Regions from separate parts of the Macaca mulatta genome. Here region 2 is linked to region 1. Evidence: chromatin contacts called from public Hi-C data. All regions are on one chromosome and are shown on one strand. Each heading gives the region's core, a stretch centred on a gene start, on an enhancer-like site or on the middle of the called end of the contact. The rest is flanking DNA. Distances are from core to core; before and after follow the strand shown. Region 1 holds the start of PALS1 (protein associated with LIN7 1, MAGUK p55 family member). Region 2 holds the start of EIF2S1 (eukaryotic translation initiation factor 2 subunit alpha).

Region 1 (5,227 bases), core at 1,237-3,736:
GAGATCATCCTGGCTAACACGGTGAAACCCCGTCTCTACTTAAAAAAAAAAAAATACAAAAAATTAGGTGGGCATGATGGCGTGGGCCTGTAGTCCCAGCTACTCGGGAGGCTGAGGCAGGAGAAAGGCCTTAACCCGGGAGGCGGAGCTTGCAGTGAGTCGGGATCGCGCCACTGCACTACAGCCTGAGTGAGATATATGTGTGTGTGTGTGTGTGTGTGTGTGTGTGTGTGTGTGTGTATTCTGGCGGGGGGTGTGTGTGCGTGTGTGTGTGTATTCTGGCGGTGGCCCACGCCTGTAATCCCAGCACTTCGGGAGGCCGAGGCGGGTGGATCACCTGAGGTCAGAAGTTCGAGGCCAGCCTGGCCAACAGGTGAAACCCCGTCGCTACTAAAAATACAAAAATTAGCCGGGTGTGGTGGCAGGCGCCTGTAGTCCCAGCTAGCTGGAAGGCTGAGGCAGGAGAATCAGTTGAACCCGGGAGATGGAGACTGCAGTGAGCCAAGATCGCGCCACTGCACTCCAGCCTGGGCAACAGCGAGACTCTGTCTCGCAAAAAAAAAAAGAAAAAGAAAAAGAAAAGAAAATTATATTGTAAAGCACATATGTCAAGACACTATTTTTTCTAGACACTCTGAAATCAGAAAATATCAGAGAAACAGGGCATCTCAGTATAACCTATTAAATTGATCAAGTTTCTTGGAATGTGTGATAAAATTTTATTTTTTAAATTTTTTCCATGACAGCCCTCAGGAGATCCTGAAAACATGTACCCCGTGATGAGATTTTTAATCAAAACCATAATTCAAGATCATGTAAAAGCTAAATCCACTGTACTGACTTGGGTCACCCTCAGGAAGAACTTATATATTCTCTCCCGTTTTAACATTCTAAAACAAGTTAATGTTAATCAATCCACCTTAACTTGTCAAGTTCAAGTCCGTCTAGCCAAAAGTAATTCAGGTACATGGTAAAATTTACTCGATTTTTAAAGATTAAATAATGAATTGCTTTTCCTACTGTTGCCTTTTTTATCTATAAATCTCTTACATTATAATTTAATAGCTCATCCTACTGCAAATAGAAAGCCTATAAAACCTATCCACAATACGCTATGTCCACAGGGATCTAGTAAAAAAAAAAAAAAAAATCGGTAGTTCTTAATTCAAGGACGCTTATTTAATAAGTTTCATTACCACCAATACTTTAAAGACACCAATAACCAACACGTCATTTGTTCCTACTGCAGAATTTAACAGGTTATTAACTTCTGGTAAAATCCAAAAGCATAATTAGTAAACTATCATTAAAACATGATATTGTTTTTTTAAAAAATCGGAAATATTAACACCTTTCACTGTGTCAAATCAAAATTTCAAAATTTTTGTTCAACTGACTTTCCGAATCTAAATTTTTACTATTCTAAACAAGTATGGAGACAAAACACACACTCTATACTACGTCTAAAATCTTCCCAATCATCAGATTTTAATTTTAGCATAAACTGCCAAGAAAAACCTTTCGACCGAAACTTACATTCCATACACATTACTGTACGTCAATCAACAGAAGGTGAGTTATGATCATTAGAAAGTTACATAATTTACTACAAAGATCGTTTCAAGCAACCTTCATTAAACATAGAATACAACAATGTACAGGCTTCAAATTCAACGTGCAACCTTAAATTATCAGAAACCATCAACAAAATTAGGCTTTTCTTTAAAACTGGTCACAAGGAAGCAGGAACTGTTTGCCTGTTTAAGAACGCAATAGGCAGCAGAATACCAGCAGCTGAGTCAGGCAGAGGAACGCTGACTACATTCTGACTTCTAAAGGAAAGCGTTCCCTCGCCGGATTCCCAGACCCGGCCGGGGGGAGTCCCGCGCGTCGCGACATCGGGGCGGGAGCGCAGGGGGCAGACGACTCCCCGCCGCGCCCCCTGCACCTCGGGCCCGGCTGGCTGTGGCCCGCGCCAAGGTGCATGCCCAGCCAAGCAGAAGGAGCGGGCACCGCGCAGGCAGCGTTGCTCCGAGGGACAAAGGTTGGGCTCACACCCTCCACCGCCGAAGCTGCCGCGCCTGAGGAAGCCCGCCTGGCGGCCCGGGGTCTCCCGCTGGCCAGAGTTTGAGCGGCGTGTGGGGGAAGGGGAGCCCGGCCGCCCCTCCCCCGCCGCGCTCCCGGGGACCTGTTGATTAAGATCTCCACAGCCCAGCCGCCGCCGAACCACCTCTTACCTCCGCGCCTCGGCTCCGCGGAGCCTCCCGCCCGGCTGCTCCTAAGCACTGCAGAAGCGACAGCTCTCCGGCGGCCCTTAAAATACCGGATAAAGAATCCAGAAACTCCCGACTCCCCACCTCAGAATCCTTAGTCCCCGCCCCCGCCCCACCGCCAACCTCCTCCGTCGCCGCCGTCGCCGCCGCAGCCGCCAGCAACTCCACTTCTAGACCGCGCGAGACCGGCCCCTGCGGCCGCCGCGAGACCGCGCACGCGCCCCCGGGACTCTGGCGCAGCGGGCGCGCGGATCCCAGTCCCACCCCGCCCGTGAGAGGCTGGCGCGGCTCGCCCAATCCCGAGCCGGCGCGGAGAGAGCGCCCGGTCATTGGTCCTCTCCACAGCTCCCGCCGGGTGCGCGCAGTCGCGCGCCTCTAAGTCTAAAACCCGGGCTGCTAGGAGCTGGCTGTCCCTGCGGAGCCGCTTCGGGGTTTGGCCCGCGGGCTGTGTGGGGACGCGAGGCTTCCCTGGGTTTCTACATCCCTTGGCTGTTCTGTCTCTGGATGACGGCTCCTGAAGAAAATCCGAGTCCTCCTGAAGAGATTCCTCATGTCCTGTCTAGTTAGTCTCACAATCTAACATTTCTTTTTTTAAAAAAAATGACGTAAACACCTGGATGTGTGCAGTGTTCCACAGAAGACTCCAGAAAGCCACCAGCAGCACTGACTTCTGAAAACCAGAAAGCAAGGATGGCAAGGACTAGAACTATTTCCCAGAAGTCTCCCGAAGGGACAGAGAGTTACGCAGACCAGCCCATGTCCCGGGCATGGCTGGCGCCCTCGGGACCTGGATGTGCCACCCTTGGAATGGGGCAGGGCTCTGGCGGGTGCGGGCGGAAGTCAGAGCAGATTGGAGTACGTTCTAAGGAGAAATACCAGCAAATGTGTCTCGACACTTGCAATAAAAGCCCTCGGATGGTCTCTGTCTTGACAGTACCTTCCGAGGAAGCCCATCCCACCTTTGAACCCTTGCAAGGTTTGTTAATCGACCTCTCCTTCTATGAGGCCAAAATATGCTTATGATTCCAGCCGAGGTGTACGGTTTCCCCCAGGGGGCATAGTCCTCCCTCAAAGCCTTCGTATATGCCATTTCCATTTCTCTCGGTTTTCCTCATTTTGTCCCACTGTGTTTTTCCATCTCGCAACGTCCTCAGGTCCTGACTTTCAAGTTCTTTCACATTCTTCCCCATTACGCTCCTCTGGACAGCCTATGGATTGTTAGTGTCCCTCACTAAGGACACTGTGATGCTCTGAACGAAGCAAACTATTGTTCGTGGTGGTGAAGATCTTTGGGGATGCCTACCCTTCCCAGATTTGTTATCCCTCTCAAATCTGATAAGCATTCTGTCCAAGTGTTTAATAAGACAGAGCTGAGGACAGAAGTCTGCTGTATGCCACTAAAGACCTTAATGCTCCTGTCATCAAAAAATTTCTCAGTAGGCTTCGAATACAGATGGACGACACAACCGAACTGTCTTCTTGGCCCATATTCCTCCACAAAGATGCCAGAACTGGCGAAATGCCTAACTGAAATCCAGATAAAGTCTCCAGGATTCCTAGAAACTATTAGCCATACCCCAAAAGGAAAAAAACGGTTAGTGTGTTTGACTTACTTCCTTTTCTAAGTTCGTTTGTTTTTGTTTTTGTTTGAGAGGGGGTTTTGCTCTTTTGTCCAGGCTGGAGTAAAGTGGCACGATCTTGGATCGCTGCAACCTCTGCTCCCCGGGTTCAAGCGATTCTCCTCCCTCAGCCTGCCCAGTATCTGGGATTGCAGGTGCCCGCCACCACGCCCGGCTAATTTTTGTATTGTTAGGAGAGACGGGGTTTCGCCACATTGGCCAAGCTGGTCTTGAATTCCTGACCTCAGGTAATCCACCTTTCTCAGCCTTCCAAAGTGCTAGGATTACAGGCGTGAGCCACTGTGCCCAGCCTCTAAGTTCTTAAATATATAACATAAATAATAATTCAAGAAGCTTCCTCCAGCTCCTCAATGAATTCTTCTTTCTCTAGCTTATATATTTCTCATCTTTGGCACTATTGACATTTGGGCTGGATAATTCTTGTGGGGACTGTCCTGTGCATCATAGGATGTTTAGGAGCATCCCCAGCCTCTACCCGCTAGGTGCCAGTAGCATCACCCTCCCCAATGTGACAATCAGAAACGTCTCCAGACATTACCAAAGCTCATGGGGAGAGATGGGCAAAATCATCTTCAGGTAAGAACTGCAGATCTAGCTGTTCAAAGAAAGGACCTCTTTGGAAAGATAGTATATCTTTATCCATAACTTCTAATCTCTTGGCCCCAGGCAGTTTTTCTTTTTTCTTTCTTTCTTTTTTTTTTTGAGACGGTGTCTCGCTCTGTTGCCCAGGCTGGAGTGCAGCGGCGCGATCTTGGCTCCCTGCAAGCTCCGCCTCCCAGGTTTACGCCATTCTCCTGCCTCAGCCTCCCGAGTAGCTGGGACTACAGGCGCCCGCCACCACTCCCGGCTACTTTTTTGTATTTTTTTAGTAGAGACGAGGTTTCACCGTGTTAGCCAGGATGGTCTTGATCTCCTGACCTGGTGATCCGCCCGTCTCAGCCTCCCAAAGTGCTGGGATTACAGGCTTGAGCCACCGCACCCGGCCGGCAGTTTTTCAAAACAACAAAATACACACACAAAAAAAGCCTCCATCCAAATGAACCCTCCAAGTACCTAGCCTTGCTTCCTCAGCTGCTTAGATACCGTCACAGGACCCCACCCTAATAAAATGATTATTATTGTGAGTGTGAGATAGCAGACCAGCTGCTTATCTCAAAATATGTGAAATTCCTTTTTAAAGTGCTATAACAATTCAGAAGGGCATTTTTTCAGGAAAAGAAGTGCTATAAAAATGTTAGTTAATGGCCTGGCATGGTGGCTTACACCTGTAATCCCAGCACATTGGGAGGCCGAGGTGTATGAATCCCTTGAGCC
Region 2 (5,096 bases), core at 2,594-5,093, 120 kb before region 1:
TCAAAGCAACAAAAACTAAAAAAATCTTAATCACAAAATAAACTAAAATTCATCCTCCTCCTCTCATAATTTTTTTTCCTTGAATTCACAATGTCTAGCTTCTCTTATCCCCAATACTCCCAAATATTCCTTTCTTTTATTGAATAGGTATACTTAATCTTGAGAATAGCTTTAATCTCCATTACTACAAAGTTAAAGTTTCTCTTAACCTCCAAGCATTAAAGATATTTACAATTATTCCCTTTGATCCACCCAACCTACTTTCAGCACTACTCCTTCTATGATCCACAAGCCTGAAATCATAATCTGGGTAGAAGCACATTTAAAAAGGAAGCTCTCAAACTAATCATGGCTGATGATTTCCATGTTTTTCTGTTAACCTTCACTGTTGTCACTGCTCAAAACTTAAGTAGTAACATAACTTAAAGGCCTAAGAAAACTTTGTGAAAATTAATTTAATAACTTATTAATTGGCACCTGCCTATATCTTCCCAGTGGCTTGCTACTGACTTATATATGTTTTCACTACCTACAGAATCCTATATGATCTGGTCACTGCCTATCTCCTTGTGGTACAACTTTCTCCCTAGTTCTCCCCATTTTCTAGATTAAAAAAGTGAAGCACAGGTTAAGTTACTTGTTCTTTCACATACTGCTAACAAGTGATGAGTCAGGATTTGAATCCAGGAAGTTTGGATCCAGAGTCTGTCCTCTTTTTTTTTTTTGAGACAGAGTCTGGCTCTGTCGCCCAGGCTGGAGTGCAGTGGCCTGATCTCAGCTCACTGAAAGCTCTGCCTCTCGAGTTTATGCCATTCTCTTGCCTCAGCCTCTGGAGTAGCTGGGACTACAGGCGCCCGCCACCACGCCCGGCTAGTTTTTTGTATTTTTAGCAGAGATGGGGTTTCGCCGTGTTAGCCAGGATGGTCTCGACCTCCTGACCTCGTGATCTGCCTGTCTCGGCCCCCCAAAGTGCTGGGATTACAGGCTTGAGCTACCGCACCCGGCCCAGAGTCTGTCCTCTTTATCAGTAAGACTATATTCTCTCAAAACTATTCATAAACATATTACAATTAGAAACATTTTACTTTAAAAGCAACATGAATATATATATATATATATATTCAGTGCTAGAGTATGTGACACCAATAAGTGCAAACTATTAGTACTCATTGGTTTAACAACAAAAAGCAGCATATTAATGACAGTAGCAGAGATGTATTTCTTTGTAGGGAATACAAAATCCCTACAAAATAGGGATTTAGCAAACAAAGATAAGTAGACATTCAATGGCCAGAACTACCCACCAAGAAACAGCTGACTGGTTGTTTCATTTTTAAACAGGGCTTTTCAGGGGTGGGGGTGGGGGTGGTGGGGAAACTGTTGTTGAATATGTGCATGTAAAGTTCTCAAATTTGAGAGCTAAAAAGTTTCAAATTGGGCATCAAAATAAACTATGTTACAGAAATGTACGGAACAGTTTTAAGACATTTAACAGGTGAAAACCATATTTACTTACCAAGTTTCTCCAAATAGTAAAGGTGACGCTTTTAGGGGAAGCAAGGCTTAATCTGATGGTTAAAAAACACGGGCAATCGTGTAAAAGAATCCTGAAGGGATATGACTATGAATACTATTTCTTCAGGAGGCACAAGTCTCTTTGCAACATAAAGGGTAAGTAAAGGAATACTGTTGATGGTTAAGTTATTCATAGCAAAGACAGGAAGTTAAGTACAAAAAGAATCCATACCACAAAAACCTGCATATTGGTTGATAAACTTTCAACATACTGCCTAATGAAATGCTAATAACTTATTATTTTTTTTTTACTTAAAAAAACATTTGGCAATATCGAAGTCACACTAGGTGACTTCATCTCTTTATCTTTTTCACAGCATTCTGACTTATTTTATTTGGTCCTCAAGAAGTGTCAACAAGACTCTTACCAGGCCAGGCGCGGTGGCTCACACCTGTAATCCCAGCACTTTGGGAGGCTGAGGTGGGTGGATCACCTGAGGCCAGGAGTTTGAGGCCAGCCTGGTCAACATGGTGAAACCCCATTTCTACTAAAAATACAAAAATTAGCTGGGTGTGGTGGTAGGCACCTGTAATCCCACTACTATGGTGGCTGAGGCAGGAGAATCCCTTGAACCCAGGGGCAGAGGCTACAGTGAGCTGAGATCGTGCCACTACACTCCAGCCTGGGCAACAGAGGCTCTGTCTCAAAAAAAAAAAAAAAAAAAAAAAAAAGACTCTTACCTAAGTTAAGTATAGAGTGGGAAACAAACTAGCAAGCAAATGATTACAATATGAAGTACTATGAAAGGAGCACAGTGAAGCAATGAACAGAAAAAGGAGGAACAGAAATACTAAATTATAATACTTTCTTAAGATAATCGACATCAAATCCAGAATGTCTTTAACCCACAGAACCTCAATATCACAACACATTATAATACTCTTATGTGTTCTGATGTAAAAGTATCAGCCACCTTTCAAAATATATCAACCAAACTCCGGGCTAATTTCAAATACCCTGGCTAGTCAGTTATTTTGCAGGACAAATGGTAGGTAGAACTTCTTTCTCAAAACAGTGCATGGTCAAACTGCTATAATGGATATAGAAGTTCACATTCCTTTCCAAAATACATGTGATGGGGACAACTCTCGTGATAATTCTAATTTGGATCTAACACGTATTAGGAATGCTCTCTGAATGGTAGTTCTTGGTATAGGAGTGCTACATAAGTAAAGCTTTTATTTCATCATTATAGTTGAAAAAGAAAGTTATCACCAAATCTCTATAAACATTACTGTGCATGAGACAACTACATCTTTTGGCACCAGATGAACTGAGAATAGGTAGTAAAGTTCGGTATAAGTCATCCCCAAACTACTGACCCAGAGATTTTTCCTTGAATAACAACTCAATTGAGAGAAAATATACACTTCTCTGCTATACTTTTTCTCGAAAAAACCATGTCTTTTGCTTAATAAAAATTTTAAAAGCCTAAATTTTGTGGATAAAGAGACCCAGGGATGACTGTGTATTTAACCCGAAAATATTTCCTTATCTTAGGTTTTCTGTTATGCTTAGCATAGTTAACCTAACATATGCTTAACACAGTTCTATTCTCATTGTCGCCAACATAAAACAAACTGATAGTAACAGTAATAAACTCAAGTCTCATTTAGTTTTGATTCAAAGGGTGACTCATTCAATTATCAGATGAAAAACTACTCGGACCCCGCTCTTTCCAACACGGTGCCCGTCCCACACGTTTCTCAGGTAAGAGTCCAGTTTGGTTTCCACTGAGAAGCAGGGGGAAATTTCGGTAGAACTGTTGGGGCGGAAGAAAAGATGGAATTCTCAGACCTGGAAAAAGCAAACTGCTCAGCGTCCTGAGCTGGGGGTAAGAGTTAGGGTGTCACGACGTTCTCCCGAGGCCGCCCCATCGTCAAGGCATTCTCACTTTCGGCATATTGTAGAGGCTGTACAATCCACTCGGCCCACTTTCCTTTACGAGATTCCTCTGCTGGAACAACGACGCCTCTGGAACACAGGATGACCTACACGGAGCCGGCGACGAGGCCCACGACAGCGCGGGTGGCGGCGGTGCTGTCCAGCCACTTCCCGCGCAGGGACGGGAAAGGGAGGTGTTAGCCCGGGGCCTACCCGCTCTCGAACACCCATGTCACTGGACACAAACCAAAGTGAGTTCTTGGAGAAACCGAGCTTGGGATTAGTCACCTGAGGTATGTGTGTGATTCCCGCAGTGGAGACCACAGCCGCCTTCTTTAATCAGAGAGACCAGACTTGCTTCTCCCTCACCGGCCGCCGATCCTCCTCAGCGTGCGCTTCGGTCACCCGACTGCGCATGCGGAACCTCCTCGTATTGCGCAAGCGTTGAACGAATAGAGACCCCTCTTCATCATTAACCATAGAGTCTGGGTCCTCCGAGAACAAGGACGAATGTAGATCATGGAAGGACCCGAAAAGTACGGTTTCTCGCTATCTTAGCTTTAGCTAAGTAACATTCAAGGCGCGAGAAAGACATAGGACTCTGATTCCTTGCCCCTGAAGAATGTATCCTCGTTCACAGTTTCAGCTAACCATGAGATGGCGCTGTGACCAGAGACGACAGGTGGAGAGAAACAAGGCGTGCACGCTTCGCTCCTAGTCTTTGGCCTGGCACGTGCCGCGTATTGCGCAGCCTCAGGGAAGCTGGATGGGGAGGGGTTGGGAGGCGAACCGGAATTGAGGGATGGTTCCGCGGTGCGCGCGCCTAGACATCCGGGCAACGCCTCTGTTCTGTCCTCCCCCTTCCTCCTCTTGACAACCGGAAGCGGAAGTGAAAATGGGTGTCCCTGCTGCTTCTTAGCAACGAGAGGGGGTCAAGTGACACAACCAGCTGACTCCTGTAGAGGAAGTCACTGTGGAGGCCAGTTCTGGAGCTGTTGTAGCCTCGGTTGCCCGGCCGGGGACCCGAGCCGAACAGTTATCGTCAGAATGTCGGGCAAAGACCGAATTGAAATCTTTCCCTCGAGAATGTAAGTAAAGGAATGGGATGAGCCGCTTTCACAGGGTTAGGAACCCAGAGCGCGATCCCTTCAGACCCTGGGCCACAGTGAGGGTCCTTGTTTCTTGAGCTTTTCCCAGGCTCTTTTCTTGAGTCTAGGGCGAAGCTTCGTGACGGCCTCTTCGCACATTCCTCCTGAGTGAATCAGGCTGGATGAAGCGATCCCAGCGGGTAGGAAAAGGCGCCCGGCCGGCGGGCTTTTGTGGAGGCCCGCTGTCTTTATTCATTAATGGATTCATCCATTCCACATACCCTTACTGAGCCGGGCACTGGATTTATATAACTGAACCGTCGCCACCTCTGCCCTCACAGAGCTCACAGTTTATGTAGCCAGACATTCGTCTGGAAAGGCCAAGGAGGTTTTAATAAATGCTCTGAGAAGGGACGTTTACTGAGGATATAGAAGAGGTCCCTAAGCCAAAGTGGGGATGGAATCGAATCGCCTTAGCATAGTCCTCGGATTCGATCTTGGATCCCCTTACTCATTTTCCAAGATCCCACCAAATGTCACCGGCTGTG

Evidence for each region. A called contact is a pair of places that touch in the nucleus more often than the background predicts.
Region 2: a contact with region 1 is called in a Hi-C map of fetal cortex germinal zone, with 3 times the contacts expected there. The contact joins the promoter of EIF2S1 here to the promoter of PALS1 in region 1. A contact is called at or near these places in 3 of 14 Hi-C or Micro-C datasets (fetal cortex germinal zone and liver).

Annotation. Positions count from the first base shown.
Region 1 is chr7:140,406,521-140,411,747 of T2T-MMU8v2.0, reverse strand. PALS1 (protein associated with LIN7 1, MAGUK p55 family member) reads right to left here and starts at 2,486. Exons shown (of 14, transcript XM_077941198.1): 1 at 2,238-2,486.
Region 2 is chr7:140,525,156-140,530,251 of T2T-MMU8v2.0, reverse strand. EIF2S1 (eukaryotic translation initiation factor 2 subunit alpha) reads right to left here and starts at 3,843. Exons shown (of 8, transcript NM_001257466.1): 1 at 3,749-3,843. It overlaps ATP6V1D (ATPase H+ transporting V1 subunit D), which reads left to right and starts at 4,351. Exons shown (of 9, transcript NM_001195715.1): 1 at 4,351-4,548. The coding sequence starts at 4,508.